4 separate regions of the Mus musculus genome follow, and regions 2, 3 and 4 are each linked to region 1. The links are chromatin contacts, called in public Hi-C and HiChIP or PLAC-seq maps. All regions are on one chromosome and are shown on one strand. The core of a region is the stretch at or near the end of the contact, and the rest is flanking DNA. Distances in the headings are between cores, read along the strand shown.

Region 1 (2,978 bases), core at 265-2,764:
ATAATACATACATCATATACATGATACAAATATAGTATATATATCATATATGTATGTGCCAGGGCTTTGGCATGTAGCTCAGGCTGGCCTTGATCTGTGATTTTGCTATGGTAACCTCCTCCTCCTCATGCTGGGATAGTCCAAATCCATTTTTTTTTTTGAAAGACAGCCGAGGATGTGGTGCACGCCTTTAATCCCAGTGCTTGGGAGGCAGAGGCAGTTGGATCTTTATGAGTTCAAGGCCAATTTGGTGTACAGAGCAAGTTCCAGGACAGCCAGAGCTATACAGAGAAACATTGTGTCGAAAAACAAAACAAAACAAAACAAAACAAAACAAATGGACCATATTGCCTCCAAGTTAAAGGTAAAGAAATCAGAAACATCTGCTAATGGACAAGGAGTTAGTCTTTAAAAAAATATCTTTTTTTTTTCCCGAGACAGGGTTTCTCTGTGTAATAGCCCTGGCTGTCCTGGAATTCACTCTGTAGACCAAGCTGGTCTCGGACCCAGAAATCCGCCTGCCTCTACCTCCCAAGTGTTGGGATTAAAGGCGTGCCCCACCACGCCCGGCGTGGCACACACGTTTAAACCCAAAAATTGAGAGGCAGAGGCAGGCGGAGTTTGAGGACAGCCTGGTCTACATAGTGAGACCTACTTTCGAAATAACAGTAATAAAAAAATTGAAACAAATGACACTAGTATTTATTCAAATAAACAAATCACTTGCACTTATTAAAGATTAGCCTTAATTTGGAGAGGTAACAACCACTACGTGGGACTGTTGGACATAGTTCAGACGGACAGGTAAGCGCTTCCAGTGGCTGAGAGAAGCCCGGGGCTAGAAGCGTCCATCCCTCACCTGGAGTACCAGTCTATTCCGGAGTCTTTTTCCAAGATGCCTACACGGAGGTGGGGGAGGGTCCTACACTAAGATGGTTTTCTTTAAGTCGGTCTCTTTACTCCTCTGATCTCAGCAAGAAGACGCAGCAGAAAGCTCAGCCTTATAAAACCAAGTTTGCACGCCGCGGGCATTTTCTGGTTATTCAAGTTGGTTTTGAGGGCTGCCCAAAGAGATCAGTTCTTTGGACCAAAAGAGCGGTGCAGCGGGGCTTGCGGATGGGGGCGATGTGTGCCATCATCAGGAAGGGAAAGGAGCCGGGAGCTGGGACTGCGTAGCCCCAGCGGCGCGTTCAGGATTCCGGCCGGCCGGCAGGCTGGCTGACTGCGTTGCAGAGCTCGGTCTTCGCATTGGGCCTCCGACGCGGCCTCGGCCCGAGTCTGCTGTCTCCCGGCTTCTGAGTGGCTGGGGGGCCGGGGTTAACCTTTCACCTCCGCGCTCCGTCCAATCACAGGACGGCTTTCATGCGGCCGCGGGGCGAGCGAGCGAGGGGGCGCGGAGCGGCGGCGCGACGCCGGTGGGATTCTCCAAGCCGCTGTGCGCCGTCGCCGCGGGCCGAGCGCGGGCTGCGGGCGAGCAGGGCGCTGCGCAGTCTCCGCAGGCGCGGGCGGGAGGGGTCGGGGCGCGGCGCGGTGCGGCGCGGGCGGCTCCGGGCCCAGGTGAATGGAGTAACCTGACAGCGGGAACGAGACGACGGCGAGCGGCAGGAAATGGCGGCGGCGGCGGCGGCGCCGGGCGGCACCGGGAGGCCTGGGCTGTGACGCGCGCGCCGGAGCGGGGTCCGATGGTTCTGGAAGGCCCGCGGCGCCCAGTGCTGCAGGTGAGGCGGGCTCCCTGCTGGGCCGCTTTGTGTCCGGGCCCGGGGGACGGCGATGCCCGGCCCGCCTCTTGCGCGAGGCCCGCGCGGGCGCCGGGAGCAGGCCGCGACGCCGAGCCCGGGCAGAGAACTGTCCACGCGGGCCTCTCCGCACCCCCGCCTTAGGAGGAGCGGCCTTTGACAGGTCCCGTTCCGCGTTCGAAGCCCGGGAGAAGACAGGAGGTATCCACGCGGGCCGGCGTCTCGGGAGCGACCCGGGCCTGCCAAATGGCGCGGGACCCCTGGATGCCTCCGAGGATCTGGAGGGGGACAAGGCCTCAGCGAGGTGCGGGCTGGAGCCCTGGGAAGGACTGTTGTGTGTTTATTGGCAGGTGACCAAGGCTGGCCCTAGGGGGTGGGTGGCCCAGGCCATGTTTTGTGCCCCTCCCCTTTTAGGTCGTCTGGACCTTGCGAAGAAGGGTCTTTGCTTAAGGGGCTTTCGTTCAGCCAAATCTGTGTGCATCTCCAGCCAGCACACCAAATTGGTGTGGATTGCCTAGCAGAGATGAGCTGCCCTTGTGACTTTGCCTTCAGGACAGAGCCAGTGTCCTGAAGACTTGCCCAAATGGATGACTGGGAGTCTATGATCTGTAATAGTCCTTGCTTTTATGAGTAGACTTGTGATTAAAGGGTTAGTTACCGATATATGATGCCCTAAGTATTATGGTGATCAAGTGTTGAAAGACGTCATCGGGTGAAAGAGACTTACTTGGGAGTTCGCTCCTGAGTTTCTGAATCTTTGATTGTTAGTTTTCTGAGGAACCTCACTGTAAGTCAGTAGGAAAGGATGCAGTTCAAGAGTTAAGCAACTTGAGATATGTTTTTCAAACCTGTTGTAAAGTAGGATCGCTGAGTTGGAAATTCATTGGTATAAACATTTTAAGTTTTCTAGGCAAAAATTTTCATGGTAACCAAGGACCTGAAATGTAACCGAAAGGTGAATACTGGGTGAGGCTTGTAGCAAGCAGTAGTTTGGGTGTTTTTGGAAATATCTTTTTGATATCTTTGGGGACTGAGTTCTGGAATAATCTGTTTCACTTTTCAGGCTACCTGTGAAACATGCAGTGTGTAATATAAACAGTGCACAATATCATGACTGGAGTGTATTTTATAGAACTGTCAGCACCAAGGGCTGCTTTTAGTGATCAATGTAGTAGCCTAAGTTTGTGAATTTACACGTGGCTCCAAAAGATGACTCGGTTGGCTTTAACTGGGTGATAAAAG
Region 2 (2,978 bases), core at 313-2,812, 2.8 Mb after region 1:
GTGTTGGATTAAAATTCCCCTATAAGGTCATGAGATTCTGGTCTTGTCTTAGAGTTTTCTCCTAAGCACCCAGAATTCTCACAGGATTTCATTCTTGGACCATGTTCCAGCAGACACGGAGCTTTAGAGGATTTATACCTACAGAAAAAAGGAGATTACAGTTGCTAAACTTTTCAGTCATTCATGAACCCAACTAAATTCATGTCACTCATCACTCATCATTCTAGACGGAATAAAAGCCAGAGTCCTGTTCATGGGCTACTGGGCCCTTGGGACTCAACTTCTTCATGCCTTCTGGGTCCATACTTACAAATATTCCCCAATTCATTCTTAAGCCATCCTTGCCTTCTTATAAATTCTCAAAATTGCCAGGGGCCTCCAGCCAAAGGGACTTTATTATACTCAGTTATGTCTTATTGTCTAGATAAGCTATATGGGAGCGCCCCCCCCCCATAGCTGTATCTCTCACTTGCTCATTTCAAGTCTCTATGCAAGATTATCTTATTGTGGAGTCCTCAGCCATTTTCTACATCCCCAGGGCTCAACCTACTGTGGCATGCCCATACTCTCCTTACCTTACCCTGTTTTACTTTCTCCCTAACATTCCCTAGTGCCCAGAATTAACAGTAGACATGTTAAATCATTTGACGACTATATATACTACACTTAAAAACACTGTATTGGGCATGATGGTACATTCTTGTAATCCAGTACTCATGAGGTAGAAGCAGAAGGGTCATCAGTTCAAAACCAACCTGGATTATAGGAGAGCCTATCTCAAACAAGGGCTGAGGATGTGGCTAAGCCGAAAAGCCTCAATGCCTGTACAAGTCTCTGGATTTGATCTTCAGCACCAAAAATTCTCCATCATTCAAGCTGAAAGTGTAGCTCGTCAACCCCACCCCCAATGACAGTGTTCTGGCCTGCTGCTTCTCTTGGGTGTGTGTCTTTTCTTCATTTTCTTGTCTTCCTTACTACTAGCCACGTGTCTCTGTCCAATTCCTTGTTCTGGGACACGGAAGCTGAAAAACCCTCGGAGGCAACCCCTAAATTCAAATAGATATCTGGTGAAAATTATTCAGAGAGGGATCATTTGAGAGGCGGTCATGGGATCCCACAATCCTTTAAGTGCATGGTAACTGAAAACAAACACCAAAACAAGGGTTTTCTGCCTGGACATTTGAATTGCAACCCGCTTTTTCAGCTTTGTAGCCTCGTTTCCAACCCTCTGGCACGGATGCTCTTATATCCGCAGACGCTGGATAATAGAGTAATGCAGATGGATTGAGGTTGCTTCCCTGTGGGGTGGGACGACCCTATCGAATCCTAGCGATGCAATAGCTCTTGTAGACAGGATCAGAAGGCACTGTCAAGGGTTACTTCCTCTTACAAACAAAAGCAGCTGCGCAGGTGGGAAGAGCCACCGCCGCCGCCACTGCCTTTTCGGTCTCCACCTAAAGTTCCGCAGGTTACGCGGAAGTCACGGATCTGGCTGGCCCATTTACTTGGTCCTCCGCGATCCCACGGTCCTTCGCGCCCGGGACGCCTCTGGCAGCGGCCCTTCTACGCTATCGCGAAGCTTCTCTATGGTCACTGCCGCTTTCCCGGCAGTGTCATGGCGGCCGGCGTTGAGTTGGCAGGACTGGCCCACGAAACTGAGGAAAGTCAGTAAAGCTGAGAAAGAAGTAGTGCAGCCGCACGGCGGGAAGCCGTGGGAATGAGCAGAGGCCTCGCGGGGCCCACGGTGTCCACAACGGCGAACCCTTGGTGAAGCGTCAGGCCGGGCCTCGGCTTTCTGACGCGGCCGTTGGTGGGAGTGCCGTGTCCTGCGAGTCCTCAGCGTCTGGATCCGCACCAGCTTCGGCGTCCAGGGACATTTGGAGAGGACGTGTCCACCCGCAGCGATGTCGTCCTGGCTCGGGGGCCTCGGCTCCGGCTTGGGCCAGTCTCTCGGTCAAGTAGGGGGCAGCCTGGCTTCCCTCACTGGCCAGATTTCGAACTTCACGAAGGATATGCTGTTGGAGGGCACGGAGGATGTGCCAGGTAACAGCTGGAGCGAGGGCGGTGGGGCTCGGTTGGGATCCACTTGGTTCCGGGTCCGGTCGGTCGGCAGACGCGGACGGGTCCCGAAGGAGTCACTCCACGCTTTTTTCTCTGCTCTCCTCCCTTTACCTCCGTAGCCGCTTTTCCAGCCTTCAGGACCACGGTGGAGAATTCTGGACCTCTCCCCTCATTGAATACGCTGGATAGCTCAGCGAAGTGGACCTGCTGTTTCTATGCCGAATAGGGTTATTTGGGTGGCCCATGCCTATTACTTACTTCGCCCATAGTTTGGGGGCTGATCTCACTTTGATCCTATTCCTTTAGTATGACAACTAAAGTATGGCAATTGCCCTCCTTCCCCCCAAATACTTTGTAACATTAATTACTCAAGATTAAACACTTGATCTGGCTTTAGCACGTTGTTAGGGGAATAGGGCTGTTTTTCTATTCAATTGTTTTCTAATTTTGCTCATCTTGAAGACACTTTGCAGCTGAAAACGTAGTTTTGTGTAGGATGGCACATTCTCCCATACTTTTGGAGAACTTTATCTTTTGAGAATCTTACCTACCTTTACTCACTTTAAAACTTGAAAAATATTGTGGTGTCTCTGTCTGTCTGTCTGTCTGTCTCTCTGTGTGTGTGTGTGTGTGTGTAAATGATGCACATATGCATGAGTGTCTACCTCATCGCCCGTGTGTGGAGGCCAGTAGACAACATTGTGGAGTTCTCTTTTCCCCTTTAGGTGGAATTTGAGGATGGAATTCCTTTTACTTTGCTTGAACGACAAACACCTTTACTCACCCATTCACCTGGCCAGGCTCCTTCCCTTATTTTTGAAGTCATCATCTTGCCGTCCTAATGAATAGTGACCTAGAATTCGATTGTAATCAGTGGTTAGGTTAATTACTCTTCCGATTTCTTGACATTTGTTAAG
Region 3 (2,978 bases), core at 196-2,695, 2.3 Mb after region 1:
CCAGGTGCCAAAGTCAAGGCCACGAAGTAAAATTAACCTTTAAGCTGTAGAATGAAGTAAACTACAAAGTCAACAGTGTTGGTTGAATGTGGTCAGTGTCCCTTTGGCTTGGAACTATTAGATCTTGGGCTTTCTTCACTAAATTGGCATCAGAGTTGTCTTTCCTTCCCTTCTATGCTAGGTCTTTTTATTCTGTGTGCATGCCCTTCTTTTGCCTTACACTGCTTCAGGTTGTTGCAACTGTTGTTTTAAAACATGTCTCTCCCTGCTGGGGAAGGGGGAGTGGGTGGATACACACAATGCCTGGTTTGCTCAATGATAAATTCCAATTCTAGCCCACACACAGGCACTCCTAGAAACACTACTGAAGTAATTCATCCTTATATGTCAAGTGTTGTGCAAACACTATCACTAAAAATAATATAATATAAAAATAAAATAATAAAAATAATATAGTAACATAATGCTCAGCTACATTATATGGCAAACTGTAAAGTCCTTTAGAAACAAATAAAGATGGATATGGCTTAGAAAGATCCTGGAACTTCGATGGCACCTCAGACACTGGAATCTAGGTCAACCTAGAGGTAAACCCACCTTTTAACCTCTCCGCTCTAACCTCGTCGGAAGTTAACTGTTTCAACACACTCTTTAGGAAACCCATTTAAGTGTGTATTTCAATTTATGAGAAACCAAATGAAAAAGGAATGTAACATGCCTTCTGACTTATAAAACGTTACACAAGCTCGATGTAAAAATTAGTGATGAGCGAGAGAAAAGTAGCTCTCCTAATAAAAAAAAGCCTGAAGACAATTAATGTCTTGCCTCCCATCTGAAAGTTAACGGGGCTTTAAAACATATCTTTCACGTGGATCGTAGACACTAAACCTGAGCTCTTATCTCAGTGACAGACTCCAAGAGGGGACTTCCCGTGGTGCAAAGCCACCGGGAAGGTCAGATGTCACACAGAGGCGGGGGTCAGGGGTCAGGCCCGGCGGTGTGACCACGGGTCCCCGAGAGGCGAGAACACATCGTACTGGGTCCCCAGAGCAGAGTCGGGGTGGAGGGCGGGTCAGCCTCGGTATCCGGAGGCTACGGGGCTCTGGCATCCCCTTCCTTGTCCCTGAGCGAAGACGAGCACGACAGCGCTCGGGAAAGGCGGAGACCGGGTCCCGCAGGCCAAGCCGTCCCGCCCGCGGCCTGGTCGCGCCTCACCTGAGGACGCCGAGCGGCAGCACCGCGGCCTCGTCGCCCGCCCGGGCCGCCACAGCAGCCCGCTGCTCCCGGACCTGCCGGCTAGCTCTTCCGGGAGACGTGGAAGGGCGGCGAGGACCTCAAAACAGAGTGGCCAACGAGCTGCCTGAGTGGCCGGAAGCTGAGCGCCGCCGGCCGCCTAGCAGGTCACTCAGGCGGCGGCGCCGGCGGCCGCGGGGCCCTAGCGCCAGGCCACGCCCCCTTCCGTCTGCCGCCGAACCGGGTGCCGCGCCAGCGTGCGTGTGACGTAACGCCGCCGGCACGCGGCCTCCACAACATTGCGGAGCACGCCCACAACGGGGGGCAGGGTCCCGAGCACCACAGGGGCGGGCCCAAGCCAAACTGGGCGGGGCATGAGCCGGCCCAGGCCTCTGAGCTCCTCCTCCCTTTCAAAAGTTTTACACGTGAGGATTTCGAGGCAGAGACTGGAACTGTCTAATCCCTGGGCCTGTGGGATGGTTCAGTAAATAGAGTACATAGATAAATAGCCAGGACTAACGGCCTGAGTTCTGAGTTCTGAGTTCATTCACAAAGCACACACACACACACACACACACACACACACACACACAAATTAAAAATACAAGGGCTGTGGAACAACATTATGAACTAACAGTACCCCGGAGCTCTTGACTCTAGCTGCATATGTATCAAAAGATGGCCTAGTCGGCCATCACTGGAAAGAGAGGCCCATTGGACTTGCAAACTTTATATGCCCAGTACAAGGGAACGCCAGGGCCAAAAAGTGGGAGTGGGTGGGAGGGTATGGGGGACTTTTTGGGATAGCATTGGAAATGTAAATGAGAAAAATACCTAATTTTAAAAAAACTGGGAAAGGGGATAACATTTGAAATGTAAACAAAAAAAATATCCAATTAAAAAAAAAATACAAGGGCTGGAGAGGTGGCTCAGTGGTTAAGAGCACTGGCTGCTTGCTCTTCCAGAGGTCCTGAGGTCAATGGCTCACAACCAACTGTAATGGGATGGGATCTGGTGCCCTCTCCTGGTGTGCCTGAGGGCAGCTACAGTGTACTCATATAAATGAAATAAATCTTTAAAAGAAAAAAAGAATACAATTTAAAGGGATGGGGTGAAGAACTCGGGAAGGGGGGACCAGTAAGGGGGGCAACATTTGGAATGTAAATACATAAAATAGTATAAGAAAAAAAATAAAAGAATACAATTTTTTAAAAAGAACCTGCTTTCAAGTGACAGAGATGGATTTTGCCTAAACTAATGAATCAACAATAGTTCAGAGCCTTTTGTAAACCAAGAGAAACAGGGAGAAGTATCCCGAGGTAGGAAAATAAGTCAGTTTGTGAGGGTTCCTTGTAGAAAAGATAACTTGAACTGAGACTATTATTCAATAGTGCTATAGTTATATTTTGCATACAGCTCACAGACTTTTTGAAATGGGTTTTTAAAAAGAAAATCTGTGTTCAATAATTCACTGAAGGCTACATCTACTGGGTAAACAGGACCAGGCTAATTTCGCCAACTGAAAAGCCTATGGTAAATTCTCAAGTAAGTGCGTTTGGGCATTGAGGAAACTAAGACTCAGAGATGTTAAATAATCTGGTTCCAATATTATCTGTCCTTAAAAGGGAGGTGTCCATCTCACTCCAAAGTCTGTGCCCCTAGACTCAAATTTTTATTGTCTCTGCATTGAATATGGGGAATAACTACAAGCCATTTTCTTCCTATTAAGTCAGGTTTAATCCAAC
Region 4 (2,978 bases), core at 188-2,687, 2.0 Mb after region 1:
ATTTATTTGTGTGTGTATATGCCACAGCATGAGTGTCAGTCAAAGGAAAACATGGACTTAGTTCTCTCCATCTACGCTGTGGAGAATAGAACTCTCGTTGTCAGGTTTGGCCACAAGTACCCTTACCAGCTGAGCCATCTCAGCAGCCCCACTTGACAGCATTCTTACTGCAGACAGGCCGCAGTGATCTGATACCAGGGATGGCGAACTTTTCTGACTCAGGAGGTTTCTTGCTAAAACTGAACCAAGGGGGACCAAGGACACTGCCCAAGGTCAGGATCTAAGCCGGAAAAAGGGACTTGGTGTAACTCCTCAAGTCTGGTCAAGGCCCGTTTCTGTCACTTTACTAACAGCTTTCATTTCTTCAAGCCTTTTCTCATCTCAGATCTTCAAAAATTGTCTTTATTTCCAAAGCCAGATAAAATGTCTTTCTTTACACACGGGAACCCATTTTTTTTTCCCTGTCTGTGTCTGGGGAGAGCCTCCAATTTCTCCTCCCAATGCCTAAAGCATAGGCTGGAGATGGCTGGAATGCTAAGTACTGTCCCATAGGCCGGGGTAGAGCAGGTGGCTCAGAGGATCCAAAGCACTAAGTCAGACGCCGAGCTACGTCCCTTCACCTAGCAAAGAAAAGGCTCTCCTGAAGATGCTATGTGCACTCTGGCTGCTTCTCTCCCTCCGCTGAAAGGGACCCCAGAGTGTGAACCTGGGGCAGTTGTGGAGATAGTACAGGACAATTGCAACGAATTGCCTCTGGGGGCAATCCCCGCTGTGCTGCCAAGGAGCAACGAAGCCCAGTGGTTTGGCCGCCCTCCAAGATAGACACAAGGCGCCCACACCACGACTCCCTCACCCCACTCTGCCCTGGCCACCATCCAGCACCCCGCCACTAGCGGCGGCGCCTTTAAGACTCATTGGCGCCCCCTGGCGGTAACCGGCGCTTCCTCCTCCGGGAGCTCTGCCCCAGGCCCCGCGTGTGCGTGGCGTGTGCGCGGGCGCTGGGGCAGGAAGGGCGGGGGACACGGCGGCGCGCTCCCCGAGGGGGTCCCCGCGCGTCCGAGAGGCACGCGCGGGCGAACCCTCGCCGCGGGAGGGCGTGCTCCAGCTCGGGCTCGAGGCTCGGGTGCGGTCTCGGGCGGCGGCCCGGGATCCCTAGAGTCCTCGAGCGGCGCACGGTGCTGCGGGGCGCACGTCCCTGCGCGGGCGAGCCCCGCGGGGCGGAGGGGGCGGGGCGGCGGCGGGGCGCGCCCACCCGCGGGGCCCAGCCAGTGGCGCGGCGCGCTGAGCCTCCGCCCCCCAGCCGCCGCCCCGCCCCGGCCCGCCCCGCCCGCCGCCCCGCCCGGTAGGACCGCGCGCTGAAGCCCGCTCCGCGTCCCCGCCGCCGCCGCCGGAGGAGGTGCCCGCACGCTCGCGGCGCGCGCCGGCCCCACACGCTCGGCCTGTGGGCAATTTCCTCCGGACCCAGGCTCCCGGGCCGAGGAGGAAGAAGATGCAGACCTTCCTGAAAGGGAAGAGAGTTGGCTACTGGCTGAGCGAGAAGAAAGTCAAGAAGCTCAATTTCCAGGCCTTCGCGGAGCTGTGCAGGTGAGGAGGGACGCGGCTTGGGGACCCCCGCGGCCCGAGCCTGGTTACCCTCGGCGGGCGCGGGGCAGACGACGGCGACCCGGGAAGGAGCGGCGCGCGCTGAGGGCTGGTTCGGAGCAGCAAGGTGGCCGCGGGGGGCCGCGGGCTGTGTCCGAGGGGAGCGTGGCCGCTGTGGGCGTTGGGTTCGGACCGCGGCTCTCAGGTGCACTGGGGTCGTGCCGGGAGATCCCTGGCCGTCCAGGGTGGTGGGACCCGGGAAATCGGGGAGTCCACGCCAGCAGTCAGGGGTTAGAGGGTACTTTTGGACTGGTGTGTTTTTCTTCCTCCCTCTTCTTCCCCTTAGTAGAGCAGGATACCGGCGTTTGTGTGGAGCCTACTACGTGCCTCGCGTGTGCACGGCTCCTGAAGCTGTCATTGCATATCAGCCGGCTTAAGCCCAGTTGAAATGAGTAGCGATACTTGGCTTGTCTGTGGTGATTTGCTGTCTCATTAGAGCCTCGCAGCAGCCTCGCAAATTAGCCAGGATGGTGATTCTGGGCCACGTGTCTTAGAAGAGGGACACCTACCAGCAGAGAGGTGGGGTACCTGCCTTGTAGTCCCAGGGCCAAGGAGTGGCAGAGCATAGAAAGTGATGGGTGGACCCACGTAGGGTAGAATTGTCTTCTGCCATTCCGGCTGAGCACCTCGTTCTCCCTGCGCTGGTGCTTCAGTGGCAGAGACCGAGGGCTTTGATGGAGCTTGCTCTTAATACATTACAGAAGTGCTGGGTTCCTAGAGTCAGGTGTGCCTTGCCTCTCCGCAGAGCTATTGGTTACAGCTTCTCAATGAAAGCCTAAGAGAATCCAGCCCCCACACCCCATCCCCGAAGCCTTTTGCAAACTCCGGGTGGAAACCTTTTGTTAGGTAGTCTTTTCACTTAGTAGATTTGACTTTTGAAAATGGACTTCACTTGTAGTTCCATCCCTGGTGGGTGCCCCGAATTTTGGAGAATTGAACAGTTGGGCTTCCATTATCCCTTGGTGCACAGGGGTTAGTTAGCAGTCTGAGCTGGCACATAGAGGCCGCCCTGGCAGCACTGCCTTGCCCCTCATGGCTGTCCAAGAGCCTGCTGCTTCTCTGCCCCAGGCAAGCCTTACAGGCCCTCCTTGACCACAACTGGATGGGATAATGCCTATTTATAAGGGGGCCCTGGTTCTGCGCCCCTTATAGTTCCCTTGTGGGTTTGGCTGAGTCTCCCAGACAGGCCTCTTAGGAGAAAGCAGGCTTTTCACGGTCGGCAGGGCGTTCAGTGCAGCCCAGAATTCACAAGAAAATCAAGAGGAACTCGAGCCAGAGCTTTGGAAAAGCCCAGGGCTTATGGAACTTTTTTTTTTTTAAAGGACAGTTGGACGTTT

Evidence for each region. A called contact is a pair of places that touch in the nucleus more often than the background predicts. HiChIP or PLAC-seq counts read pairs in DNA pulled down with a chosen protein or histone mark.
Region 2: a contact with region 1 is called in a Hi-C map of B cells, with 5 read pairs. The contact joins the promoter of Trip11 here to the promoter of Dicer1 in region 1. A contact is called at or near these places in 2 of 39 promoter capture datasets (liver and pre-B cells) and 1 of 484 Hi-C or Micro-C datasets (B cells).
Region 3: a contact with region 1 is called in a Hi-C map of CD8 T cells, with 4 times the contacts expected there. The contact joins the promoter of Golga5 here to the promoter of Dicer1 in region 1. A contact is called at or near these places in 2 of 39 promoter capture datasets (liver and pre-B cells) and 2 of 484 Hi-C or Micro-C datasets (CD8 T cells and muscle stem cells).
Region 4: an H3K27ac HiChIP or PLAC-seq map of embryonic stem cells shows a contact between it and region 1, with 8 times the contacts expected there. The contact joins the promoter of Itpk1 here to the promoter of Dicer1 in region 1.

What each region holds. Positions count from the first base shown.
Region 1 is chr12:104,750,488-104,753,465 of GRCm38.p6, reverse strand. Dicer1 (dicer 1, ribonuclease type III) reads left to right here and starts at 1,514. Exons shown (of 27, transcript NM_148948.2): 1 at 1,514-1,718.
Region 2 is chr12:101,911,755-101,914,732 of GRCm38.p6, reverse strand. Trip11 (thyroid hormone receptor interactor 11) reads left to right here and starts at 1,562. Exons shown (of 21, transcript NM_028446.1): 1 at 1,562-2,043. The coding sequence starts at 1,905. It overlaps Gm20036 (predicted gene, 20036), which reads right to left and starts at 2,066. Exons shown (of 2, transcript NR_152255.1): 1 at 756-2,066; 2 at 1-138.
Region 3 is chr12:102,467,601-102,470,578 of GRCm38.p6, reverse strand. It overlaps Golga5 (golgi autoantigen, golgin subfamily a, 5), which reads right to left and starts at 1,445. Exons shown (of 13, transcript NM_001199004.1): 1 at 1,216-1,445. Gm30198 (a long non-coding RNA gene) reads right to left here. Exons shown (of 3, transcript XR_381856.1): 3 at 2,703-2,978.
Region 4 is chr12:102,703,328-102,706,305 of GRCm38.p6, reverse strand. It overlaps Itpk1 (inositol 1,3,4-triphosphate 5/6 kinase), which reads left to right and starts at 1,437. Exons shown (of 10, transcript NM_172584.3): 1 at 1,437-1,584. The coding sequence starts at 1,490.